Linked DNA regions of Mus musculus: all the other regions are linked to region 2. The links are chromatin contacts, called in public Micro-C and promoter capture Hi-C maps. All regions are on one chromosome and are shown on one strand. Each heading gives the region's core, a stretch centred on a gene start, on an enhancer-like site or on the middle of the called end of the contact. The rest is flanking DNA. Distances are from core to core; before and after follow the strand shown. Region 1 holds the start of Ifi207 (interferon activated gene 207). Region 2 holds the start of Fmn2 (formin 2). Region 3 holds the start of Ifi214 (interferon activated gene 214). Region 4 holds the start of Rgs7 (regulator of G protein signaling 7).

Region 1 (2,823 bases), core at 240-2,739, 760 kb after region 2:
TTAGGATCACGTCTACTTCTTATCTGAGAATGAAGGCCCAGGGTAGTAGGAATGTGTCCCAGAACATCTGTTGCTTCTGAGGCCCTTGTTCTCCTGCACAGACCTGGCTTACCAAACATTTACTCTTTACCACGAATAGCACAGCTACCGTACTTGACTGAAATACACATTAGCTACCTCTGCCTTCCTTTCCTCATCCATTCTTGTCTCATCATTGGAATCTTAGAGCACCTGCTACCTTCCCAATTCAGTTCTTCCATATAGAACTTACTCCCATCTACCACAACAGCCAAATTCACTCTAGCTTTGTCTTTTCTCATCTTGGTTGAGCTGAATCTTAAGTCCTATTTAACAGAGAACTGTGGAGATACCCTCTTCTACTTATCTGTTCTGAACCTACAGGTTCCAACTCCTTGGGGGATTGCCTAAAACTATCTGCATATCAGATATTTGCACACCAAGGTATTTTATATTTTTTGGGTTGGTTTAGCCAGAGAAGATGCATACAATGCTCAAGAGACTGAAGGCCCCAGGGAATGGGGAAGTCTGGTGGGATGGGGGGTAGGGGCTGGGGAATCCTATGGAGACACAGGGCTCAGGGAGTGGCTATGGGATTGGGAATACCCAGCGGTTGAATCAGGAGGGGATAAAACCTGGAGTGTAAGAAAAAGAAGATTAAATAAAAATTTTAAAAGAGAGAATAGAGGAGTGGAAACAGAGGTAGTCATGACAGTGGTCATTGTGACGAAAAATCAGCTGAAGAAATCCAGAGAACATCTGGAGCTGACACAGGGGTGTCAGAGAGAAAGTTACCCAGGGCTATGAGGAACTGAAGACTGAGATACTGCTGACTGACAACCAGGAACATTGCAGACAGCTGCCAATCCTTGAGGGTCAAGGACTAAGGCACCTCAGTCAATGAGCTGTGACACCAGCCACTCTCAAGGTGCCAGGATCACAAAGGCACTGTCTGTTTCCAACTGTCTTTGATCCACTGCTTTCAGAAGTTAATTATGAAAACTTCCAAATGCCAGGTTGGCAGTTGATGGTTAAATCCCAGAATAATAAGTCTCCAATCCAAAATCTCAGAGCCACAAGTCTCTGGCTTCTGAAGAGTTTGGCACTTGCAAACCCTGGGGATATTAGACTATTTCCTGGGTCTTGAGTACTTTACTACAATAAAAACTCCACCTTAGCTGTCCACGACTCCTATCTAAGTAGAGCAGAACCCTGCTTAGCTAGTTTTAACACCTTGGTATAGGTACACCATGCATGTGAGTTTTGTGTCTAGTGGCCAGTGTACATCCATTTGCTACAAAAGTCAAAAGGTTAGGACGTTCTTATTTAGTGAGATTTGTCAGAAAATCATGTGAGCCTGACTAAGCTGTGATTTTTTTTCATAGTGACCACAGTGTTTTCAGGAAGTTAAGAGGTTTCCCTAGCCAGGGAAATCGAAAATTAAGAACAAAACTGGGAGGAGTCCTGGCTGTTTCAGCACTGCTCACCCAAGGGAGACAGCACAGAGAGATAGCCAATGCTGCTCAAAAAACAACTCTGAGAGTGTCCTAATCACTAGTGCCTTCCTTTACACCCCACGCTTCAGTTTCTCATTTACTACCTGATCTACCTACCTACTCGAGCCAAGCAGGCCACTTCTTGTGTTGTTGAAGGTCTCAGGATCTGTACATCGCAGCAGAAATATCCAAGGAGGTGAGTTCTCTTTGTTTCTTAAATTTGTGGTCAGATCTATCTATGAAATATAAAGGAACAGAGAAAAAAATCAGTGTTGGGGGGTGAGGGGACCAGGGCTGGTCCCAGCTGCAATCACAGCGTTGAACCTGCTCTAGCTGGTTTCAAATGTTTCACTAGGAAGACAGCACATGTCAGAATAAAGGTGCCACCTCTACTCCTATGACTTTTCATGAGTTAGTGCTTATCAATGGTCTTCATTTATCTTCACTAGAGAAGACTTGGGAGCAAGGTGTTTGTGGTGAATGACTGTGTAAAAGACAAGACAGAAACAAGAAAAATGATAACTAAAATAATGTTAAATGAAAACCACACTTTAATATGAATATACTTTCCAGTTTTGTGAATATACAAAACTTGAGAACTCTCATTAGCCTGTAGAAGAAAATGTCCCACGTTTGTTAATACAGTTATTTAAATAGTGTCTTGACATTTTTATGTTTAGGTTTCCTCTTAGCTCCCTCTTGTATCAGATGTTAGAGTCAATATTTGTCATACTCTCCTCTTCATTCCATGCTGGAGGTGATTTCTAATGGGCTAAAGTTAATCTTGTTCATTGTTATTAATTTTTCCTAAAATTTTTCTAATATTTTTATCGTGTTTTGCCTAAGTTTTTAGTAGTTGAGATATGCATAAATTTAAAACCATAGTCATGATTAGTCAATGTCATTCCTGTTTATATATGTATTATTGCTTGTTATTATTACTGTTTGAAAAATAATTTCATTATCCAAGCCAGGTTTGCCTATAACTTGGCACATAGCTGAGGCCACCCTCATAGTTACAGTCTTTCTGCCTCTTCCTCTTTCTCTTCCTCTTCTGCCTCTGCCTCTGCCTCTGCCTCTGCCTCTGCCTCTGCCTCTGCCTCTGCCTCTGCCTCTGCCTCTGCCTCTGCCTCTGCCTCTGCCTCTGCCTCTGCCTCTGGAGGCCTTTAATCATAGACATCCACTACCATGCCCCTCTTAAATGTCTATGATTAACTTTGTATTTTACTATTTAATGTCATGAGAATGATGTAGTTATAAAACTAAAGTCTGTTATTATTTGGTAATTATATAATTAAAATTGTTTCAT
Region 2 (2,984 bases), core at 321-2,820:
CCCTCCAACCGGTGCTTTTTTGCCGGGGCTGCAGCAGAGGCCAAGGCGGTTCTGGAGCTCCGGCTCACGGAAGGGTCCGGCCGCTTTTTGATCCTAGGACTCTGGTTGGGGGACTGGGACGGGGAGTGATTAGGAGAGCTGAGCTGCCGAGTGGTGGTCTTGATGTAGCAGGGGGTGATGAGTGGGTAAGGTTTGAAGCAGCGTGGGCTGGGCGCAGGGCTTCCAGGCAAAGAAACGACTGCGGAGGTAATGGATTCTCGCATGCCCTCCTCCGGCTCTTTCTCCAGCCTCTGTGAGGCTTCTTCCACCTCTGGGACCCATTCCTCCCCTGGAGAGCCGCGGGGGGCATCCTCAAAAGCATCCTCCTCGCACTCCTCATCTGTGTCCCCAGTTCCAGCCACGGGAACTCCGGCGGCTCCCTCCCCTGGCCCAGCCTCCGGAAAGGTGAAGGCTGGTGATGAGAGAGAGTCTGTGACTGCGGAGGGGGCGGTCGCATAACCTGGTGTCTCGGAGGTCAAGTGGCTTCCGGAGGACGGAGGATGCTCAGGCACCAGAGACTTGGTGGTCTCAGGCAAGTCAGGTCTCACCGGTAGTGCCTGTACTGTGTCCTTTTCAGCCTCGCTTCTAGGTCCCAGCAAGAACTGGTCCAGGCCCAGAAAGGCCCCAGGCTGAGGGGAGATGGCAGTGGGGGGCGCTGCAGGCTCCTCGGAGTCCTGGAGCAGCAGCTTCTGCTGCTGCTGCTGTTGCAGACGAATTGCCTGCTGGATGTCTGAGAGCAAATCCTCCTGCTCCGTAGCGGAGTGGAAGCTGTAGATGTCCGTGTCTGAACCAGAACTGGTCCTTTGTCCATCTTGCGCTCCAGCCGCAGTTTCCAAATCCTCCGCGGTCGCCTGGATCCCTACCCCAGCCTCAGCAGGCCTAGAAGCACCGGGATGGATCACCTCGAAAGGGTCAGCACACTCGGTATCCGATAGGCCTGTCTCCTCAGCGGAGAGGCTGAGGTCCGGGGTCTTGGTGACTATAGAGTGAGCGCTGTCCAGCTCCCCAATCGGCAGGGCCTGTGAGTCCAGCACATCCTCTCGCGAGTCGCAGGCACCTTTCCCCTTGGTCAGGTTCTTTCTGATCCGCAGGTTGGAAAACACCGAGGCTCTAGAATCGGACTTGCTCTTCTTCTTGCTGGTCTCCCCGCTGCCCCCTCCCCCCTTGCCGTGCTTGCCAAGCGCCTTTTTGCTCCCGCTCGCCTTCTTTGTGATTTCCGCATCCCTGGGCCCCGCGGCATCCTCGGCTCCGCCGCCTTCGTGGGAGGCATCACCTGCGCTTCTCTTCAGCTTCCCATCCTGGTTCCCCATGTTTCAACCCCACTGCTGCGCCGCCGCGCCTTGGGGTCCTCAGGCCATCTCGGCCCTGGAGAGGGCCAGGGGAGTGTCCGGGACAATTCAGGCAGCTGGGCCGGCCGTTGGGAGCGGAGGCCGAGGAGCGCCCAGCTGGCCCCGCTCACATCTGCTGCCGCTTTGCATAATGCGCGGTGGCTCTCCCGGCTGCCGTCCCTGCGGCTGTGGCTGCGGCCCTGGCTGGCGGGCGCGAACATGCTCAGTTCAGCGCGCACTCCCCACCAATGGCTGCACAGGACTCAGCCTTGGCCTGGCTCCCCGCCCACCGCCGCCGCCCCTTCAGTGCCCCCTTTGGCTCCTCCTGCAACCAAGTAGGAAAACCCGTCTATCTCTAGTACTTCATAATTGGGGGTGGGGACAGCAGGAGCTGTCTTTATGTATCCCAGACTAGATCGAATTTAGAATCTTTCTGACAGGTTATCTCTGGGACCTTCATCTCCACCTTGAAAATAAAACATGTTGCCCTCTTTTCAAGAACTGGAATGTTGGAACAGTTTGATGAAACTTCAAAGCTCGCAGACCTGCAAAGAGAAAAACACAGGAGAAAAATCGAAGCCTAATTCCAGGTCAGAAGTACCATAACATCAGGAACACACACACACACACACACAGAGAGAGAGAGAGAGAGAGAGAGAGAGAGAGAGAGAGAGAGAGAGAGAGAGAGAGAGAGAGAGAGAGAGAGAACTTCTGTATGGCTCCAGTTCAAATACTTGTTGAATGGGTGGACTGTCCTGTCTGTCCTGTCCCTTAAATACTTGACCATGGCTTTGCACACTCTTAAGGTTTGTGAACATGCTACTTAGGGAAAGGTTCCTTCCCCAGACTCTCTGCCTGATACACAAGCCTCTTCAAGAACAGGACGTTAACTGCCATTTCCAAAGTGGTTTTGTGAGACCTTTCTGGACAGAGAAAAGAGAGGTAGGGGATGCTGAAAATACTGAGATTAAAGCTGATTAACATGCTAATCTCCAAAATTCTATGTGTTTACCATATAAATTAGACAACATTTGTATTTAAAAGGGGTGCATGAATTATAACTCCCAGGAGGTCAAACTCATCAATATTAAACATGTCACAATGTGATGCTGTATAAAAGGAAAAAGAAAAAAAAATGCCCTTGGTACAAACACAGGAAATTAGACATTGTGCTATAAAGGATGACCAGTTTCTCAAGCAAACCCATCCAAGCACACTTTGTCCAGGGCCAGGGCTTCCTAAGTTTTAGACCTAGATAACAATCACTTTTTCTTACTGTGAATTGTCCTCTTTATTTTAATGACATTAAACTATAGTTTTTGTTAAATGTCTTAAAGCTTCATTAGTATTTTAAAAGGCTGCAAACAATAAAAGCAAAAAAAAATCATAAAAGTAGCATTTGTAAAACAATGTTACTCTTTGTTGGAAATCCAGACAGCAATTACCATCCTTTCTCAAACTATGATCTTTAAAACAAGTGTTCACTGGAGCAGGTGGACTGATGTCCTTAGGTGGCCTTTTTGAGTAAACAGTTTGAAGAACTCAGCTTTAATAACTGTGCCAGCGTAATATCTCAGTCTCCAAGGGATCCCGAGAGCCTGAAAAGCCTTTATTTCA
Region 3 (2,885 bases), core at 309-2,808, 970 kb after region 2:
TTAATATTCATCCTGATGGTAAATGTGCGACAATATCTAATTATAAGTAAAACTGTATCTCAGAGATATGAGCAAGTCCCTTTTATAAAGTCAATTGGTAATAAAGAAAACATGATAAAATTAGGCATAGTGGAGAGCTGAATTTTGAGACTGGCCTGGGCTCCATAGTCAGACCCTGCATCGACTACCAAATAACAGCAATAGAGATAAGAAGTCAAAGTGTAACATCACCACTTTGCCACATCACAAATTAAACCATAATTTCTTTCTCTGATGCTGTAATTTGGAATGATCCATACAAAGACTGTCCACAGTGCTTGTCCCAGCTTGGTACCTTTGGCTACCTTGTGGCTATGTTGGGCTTCTGCAGCAGGGATAGGCAAATCCACTGAGACATAAGCAGGAACTGAGCGGAAACAGTAGGATCAACTTCCCCTGGCCTTTCTTTACTACATCAGTTCAAAAGATGAAGAAAGGAAAAGGAAAAACTACATTGGCCAAACAAAAGAAAGATAAAGATGGTATTTTCCAACCTCCATCCACCATGAATAAAGGACTGCAATCAGAATCAATGGTGGAGACACAGCACAGGTCCAGTGGCTTAGCTCTCCCAAGAAAAGCTTCTCTGGCTTTCCTTCCCCTTCTCTCCTTTTTGAGATTAATTAGTATTTTATGTAGTCTAAGAAACTAGTGAAAATGGCACCTAGTCAGCAAATCCATAGTTTCTAGTCATCTACATTGTTTCAGAAATACTTCAAGGTAATGCAATTCCCAATGATGGAAACATGAAAGGATGGCATGTTTTTAAAAGTTCTTAACTAAGGCAATCACCAGTTAAAGAATACTACTTTCCAAAGCCGGGTAAAAGATTTAAACCTAAACTGAGCCTGGTCTACAGAGAGAGTTCCTGGCCAGCCAAGACTACACAGTGAGACTCTGTCTTTAAAAGTAAATAAATTAACAATAGTAGTAGTAGTAGTAGTAGTAGTAGTAGTAGTAGTAGTAGTAGTAGTAACAGAAAAGAGGAAAGCTAAAGCCAAAATCCTTTCTGCTTACGTGAGGTTGGAGTCCTATGTTTCTAACAACATTGGTACTCTGGAAAGTCCAGGGAACTAACAAAGGAGTGAAGTGTTTAAACCAAAAGCAATTTCATCTCAGATTATTTTTTCTTTTTTGAAATTCATTCAAGAGCAGCTAGCAATTGCCAATTTCTCCTGCTGCCATCTGCATCCTGAGCAGGAAAGAAAGAGACCTGGTGACTTAGCTTTGCCTTTTGGGGATTCATCTTTATTTAAAAGAGAGCACATTCCTGGTGACTCCCTTGTGAGTTTGTTGGATACAGAGCTTTTATATTTGGTTCTTGTACCTGTAAGATTTGTAAGAAAAGCAAAACATATCAATGGAGTGTAACTGTCTCTGACTTTCTTATGGTGACTAAAAGGTATACAGGAAAAAACTGTCGAGTTTCAGTCTCTGAGGAAATCGAAAGCGATGCACTCTGCTGGGAGGAGAACTTGCTATTTCTTAGCTCTTCTGCCCACAAAACAACACCCAGCTGAGACATTCAGCAAGCCTCAGTCCATGGAGTGAGTCTAACCTGAGAATTTCTGTAGATTACATTTTCCAGTTCCCAAGAGATTTATTGGTTTATCTTCTTCACACACACACACACACACACACACACACACACACACACACACACACACACCAACTCCTCCCAGTCCCCAACAAACTTTAAGAAGAAGAAGGACAAAAGAGAAGAGGAGGAAGAGGAGTGGAGAAGCCTCTAGTCCTGCCCTGTAGAAGATCTCAGCTTTACATCCTTAGAGAAACATCCAGCAAGGTGAGTTCTACCTGTTTTCTGTAGATATGGTAGATATTGGCTACATCTGTAAAAACAACAAGGACAGTGAAAAGACCTTTGCTGGTTCTTGTGGAGGAGGCAGTGCTGATCTGGTGCCTGCTGCACTCAGCAGTGAGCCCACAGCAGCCGGATTAGGGTCAGTCACTCAAAAAGATGGCAGACATCTTTAGTCCTCCACCACAGAGGAATGAGCTAAGAATAAAACATTTTGCATATTTTAGATTGTTTAATGAACTTTCTAAGTATAAATCTGAATAAGTGGATAATGTGAAGGCTATAATTAGCTCGGATAGGGAGTTCATGGTTATCTGGGATCTGTGGGTGAGTGGGAAAAAGCCAAGATAGTGACATGAAAAATTATTGTGAATAAAAACTGCCTCTGGACATGAAATGAATTTTCTAGTATCCTATCACTAGGAAGTTTCTCAGGATCATAATATATAAACACACAATGGTTTAACCATTTCCCAAACACATTCTGTTTGTTCTCTTCTTCACACCTTTCTAAAGGTGGTATTTCCATTATTGGTAATTTCTACCATCACGAAAGTTGTTTTTGGCCATTTTGTTTTCCTTTTGGTTCTCTAATGGTGAAGTGTAATAGAGTGATGGAAAGTTAATTAGAACACATGTATCTTGCCCATTTATAGAACAGTTTGAAGAATACGTGTACCACAGCAGAGGACTTGGATAGAAGCTCTTAATTGATTTCAAAGTTCTGTGAACATTAGACCAGGCTCGCTAAGTTTATTAATTATTGTAGCTAAACTTTCTAAATCACTGCAAAAGATTTTACTTATTTTTAACAATCAAGAGATGTACTTCTTTTTTATTTATTTTTATTTTTATTTTATTTTATTACATTTCAAATGTTATCCACCTTCCCAGTTTCCCCTCTTCAAACCTACTATCTCATCCCCTCTTCCTCTGCCTCTATGAGGGTACTCCCTCACACACCCATCCACTCCTGCCTGCCTGCCCTGCCATTCCCCAACACTGGGGCATTGGGCCTTCACAGGAC
Region 4 (2,819 bases), core at 27-2,526, 990 kb before region 2:
GTATTTAGAACATGGGTACGGATAGATAAATGCTACTTTGAATGACACCTGAAAGAGCCTGGGTGAGGCTGGAAACGTGACTGGTACCCACAGATATTTGGATAGCAGTTATATTAAGGTTTACCCTGCTTGGAGAAGCAGCCACAGATGGCACTGGATAGCCAATTCTGGTGCCACCGGTTTGTAATCCCAGCTGTTTGGAAGGCTGAGGCAGGAGAATGTTGAATTTAAGGTCTGTTTGGGCTAAACTGAGTTTAAGACCAGCCTGGTTGGACGCTGTCTCAAAAGTGAAAAACAAACAAACAAACAAACAAACAAACGAAGGTGCTGGTAGAGAGGGTTGTGAATGGGATGCAGCTCATTGGCAGGGGCCTTAGGTTTAGTCCGCCTACACACACAAATCACACTGGCTAAATCGTCTTTATCCTCAGTCCTATAGAGGAAGCCTTCTCAGATGTTCAGATTCCCACAACTTCCTAATGTCCCAGAAAGCTGGGTACATTTCACGAGGACAAAAACTTTTTTCTTTAATGTCTTCCCAGTCCTTGAAAAATTAGTGCCGGAAACCTGAAGAATTTCTGGGGTTCGGGGTATCAGCAACCCCAGACCCTTTGTGATTCTGTGAACCCCAGTAGAGGACAAGGACTAAAGACAAGTTTCTCTGAGCCCAGTAGGTTAGACCAGCCAGACATCAGCCATGGGCCTTCAATGTCACAGGTGGTGAGATTGTTCGCTTTTGGTAGAGGCCTCCAAATTCCTTCCCGGTATTTCCAACTTAATAGGAGGCAGTGAAAGTCATGGGCAAACAGGCTGGAGTGAGGAAGGGGGCCTGCCAATGAGTCATTTGGTCCTGGCCATTGCTTTCACTTCTGGGATATTCCAGCATCTCTCTGGGCTGTTACTTAAGCATAAGGATTATCAATCATTTGCTTCCCTAGTTCTGCCAGCAGGGTCGCCAGGAGCGCGATGCAGACCTGCCAGCCGCAGGGGGCCTTATCCATTCATCCATTTACCCACTCACCCACCCTTTCACCCACCTACCCATCCACCCACCCTCCGCCAAGCCCTTCCTCCTGCTTAGCTCAGTTTGGCTCTCCAGGCCTGCGGCGGCGCGTGGGCTTGCCAGCGCGGGGGACAGGGCCTGTGCTCCCGAGGGGTTGCGGGGTCGGGAGGCCGGGGACACCCAGGGGTGTGGCGGCGGCGAAGCCGAGCCCGTCCGAGCCGGCACCTTCGGGCGTCCCTGTCCCACGTGACTGTCGCCTCCTCCCTCCTCCCAGTCGCGCGCGCACGGGCCAGGCGTCTCGACTCCCGCGCGCGCTCGACTGGTCCCAGTCCCCGGGAGGAGAAGCGGAGGAGGGAACGAGCGAGGCGGCCCGGGGGAGCGGGCGCGAGCGGCGGCTGCCGGGGCCGCCTGTGCACCGCGGCGAGGGTGGCGGTGGCCTGAGCAGCGCGAGTGTGATGAGGCTGCCCTGCCTCGCAGCTCCGCTCGCAGCCAGCTGACAGCGCCTGCCCTCAGCACACCCGGAGGGGAGCCGCGGGGCCGTGACCTTGGCCGAGGAGGTAACCGGAGGGAGCGGAAGGGGAGGAGGCGGCGCCACCTGGAGTCCCCGGGACCCCTGGTCCCGCACCCGGTCCTCGCCCTGCGACGACGGGAGTCACGGTCCCCAATGAGTGGCGCGCCCGGCCGGCCGGGCTGGGGCGCTGCGCACGCCGCGGTCCACGGTGCTGAAACTGCTGCCCGGTGTGGCCAGTGCCTGGATGAGGGGCAAGGCTGCCTGCCATTTGCTGCCTCCGAGAGCAAGGGCCGAGCAGGATGAGCTGGGACCCAGATTTCTCTGCTCTTCTGGCTGATTGTTCCAGGCTTGTGCAGTTAGCTTGCTCTCGGAGGTGAGCCAGGTGATTGCTCAAGGCTTGACTTCCCATCAGCCTTGGGTTGCTTGGACCTAATTTGGAAGCTTTCTTCCAAAGATTAGTCAGGATCAGGTCCAGACTTAGCGCACCGAGGTGGGAGCACAGAGGAGCCATGGGCTGGCAGTGAAAGCAGGTGAAAGTGGAAAAGCCTATGTATGCCCAGGCTGTGTGGGGAGCCCAAGAAATGGAGAACAAACATGTGCCTGAAAAGAACACTTGTGGGGAAGGGGCCTCTGTCGCGCCTGCCATGGGAAACTAGCTGGCTACTAGGAGAAAGTGGGCTGCAGCGGGTGTTGGCTTTCTGCCCTTTGGGGAGAACCGCATCAAGTGGAGCAGCAAGTATCCAGGGAGAACAGTGGGTATTAGGGAAGTGCCAACCATGGGGTTTTTAAGTAAGTACCTAATACTTTTAAAAAGAGAGTATTCACAAAATGAAGTCCACAAAAACCTTAGCTAGCTGACTATTTCGAACTGGAAGGTTGTCTGTTGAGATTTCCTGGGGCTACTACAGATGTAAACTTCTGCCTTTGTATTTCTTTAAAAAAGAAAAACTCCATGTCTGGTGTTCTCCTCATCCCAGAAATGAAAGAATTCTTCCCGTGGTTTGGGTACTGTGAACATGAAGGTGTGTGTGTGTGTGTGTGTGTGTGTGTGTGTGTGTGTGTGTGTTGGCGGATGTCTGTTCCCCCCAGGACTACCAGGCTCTCACTAGAGGCTCTCTAATTCTTTGCAGGGCAGATTGATCATCCTTGTATCTGAGCTACCAAGTTCTGGGTGAAATGGCTCAGGGAAATAATTATGGACAGACCAGCAACGGGGTGGCGGACGAATCACCCAACATGCTGGTGTACAGAAAGGTAAGAATTCTTCACTTCCCTAGGAAACGGGAAACTTCAGCTTGATTTCTT

The links. Promoter capture Hi-C pulls out the DNA fragments that hold promoters and counts their contacts. A called contact is a pair of places that touch in the nucleus more often than the background predicts.
Region 1: a contact with region 2 is called in a promoter capture Hi-C map of hematopoietic stem and progenitor cells, with 3 times the contacts expected there. The contact joins the promoter of Ifi207 here to the promoter of Fmn2 in region 2. A contact is called at or near these places in 2 of 39 promoter capture datasets (hematopoietic stem and progenitor cells and pre-B cells).
Region 3: a promoter capture Hi-C map of pre-B cells shows a contact between it and region 2, with 6 times the contacts expected there. The contact joins the promoter of Ifi214 here to the promoter of Fmn2 in region 2. A contact is called at or near these places in 6 of 39 promoter capture datasets (the HPC-7 cell line, hematopoietic stem and progenitor cells, hippocampal neurons and 3 more).
Region 4: a contact with region 2 is called in a Micro-C map of embryonic stem cells, with 2.5 times the contacts expected there. The contact joins the promoter of Rgs7 here to the promoter of Fmn2 in region 2. A contact is called at or near these places in 3 of 39 promoter capture datasets (cranial neural crest, hippocampal neurons and pre-B cells), 2 of 484 Hi-C or Micro-C datasets (both in embryonic stem cells) and 2 of 115 datasets of contacts at active chromatin or transcription factors (astrocytes and neural tube).

What each region holds. Positions count from the first base shown.
Region 1 is chr1:173,740,475-173,743,297 of GRCm38.p6, reverse strand. It overlaps Ifi207 (interferon activated gene 207), which reads left to right and starts at 1,489. Exons shown (of 8, transcript NM_001204910.1): 1 at 1,489-1,710.
Region 2 is chr1:174,500,411-174,503,394 of GRCm38.p6, reverse strand. It overlaps Fmn2 (formin 2), which reads right to left and starts at 1,570. Exons shown (of 18, transcript NM_019445.2): 1 at 1-1,570. The coding sequence starts at 1,349.
Region 3 is chr1:173,534,630-173,537,514 of GRCm38.p6, reverse strand. Ifi214 (interferon activated gene 214) reads left to right here and starts at 1,558. Exons shown (of 5, transcript NM_001024721.2): 1 at 1,558-1,843.
Region 4 is chr1:175,491,002-175,493,820 of GRCm38.p6, reverse strand. Rgs7 (regulator of G protein signaling 7) reads left to right here and starts at 1,276. Exons shown (of 18, transcript NM_001347195.1): 1 at 1,276-1,560; 2 at 2,645-2,768. The coding sequence starts at 2,691.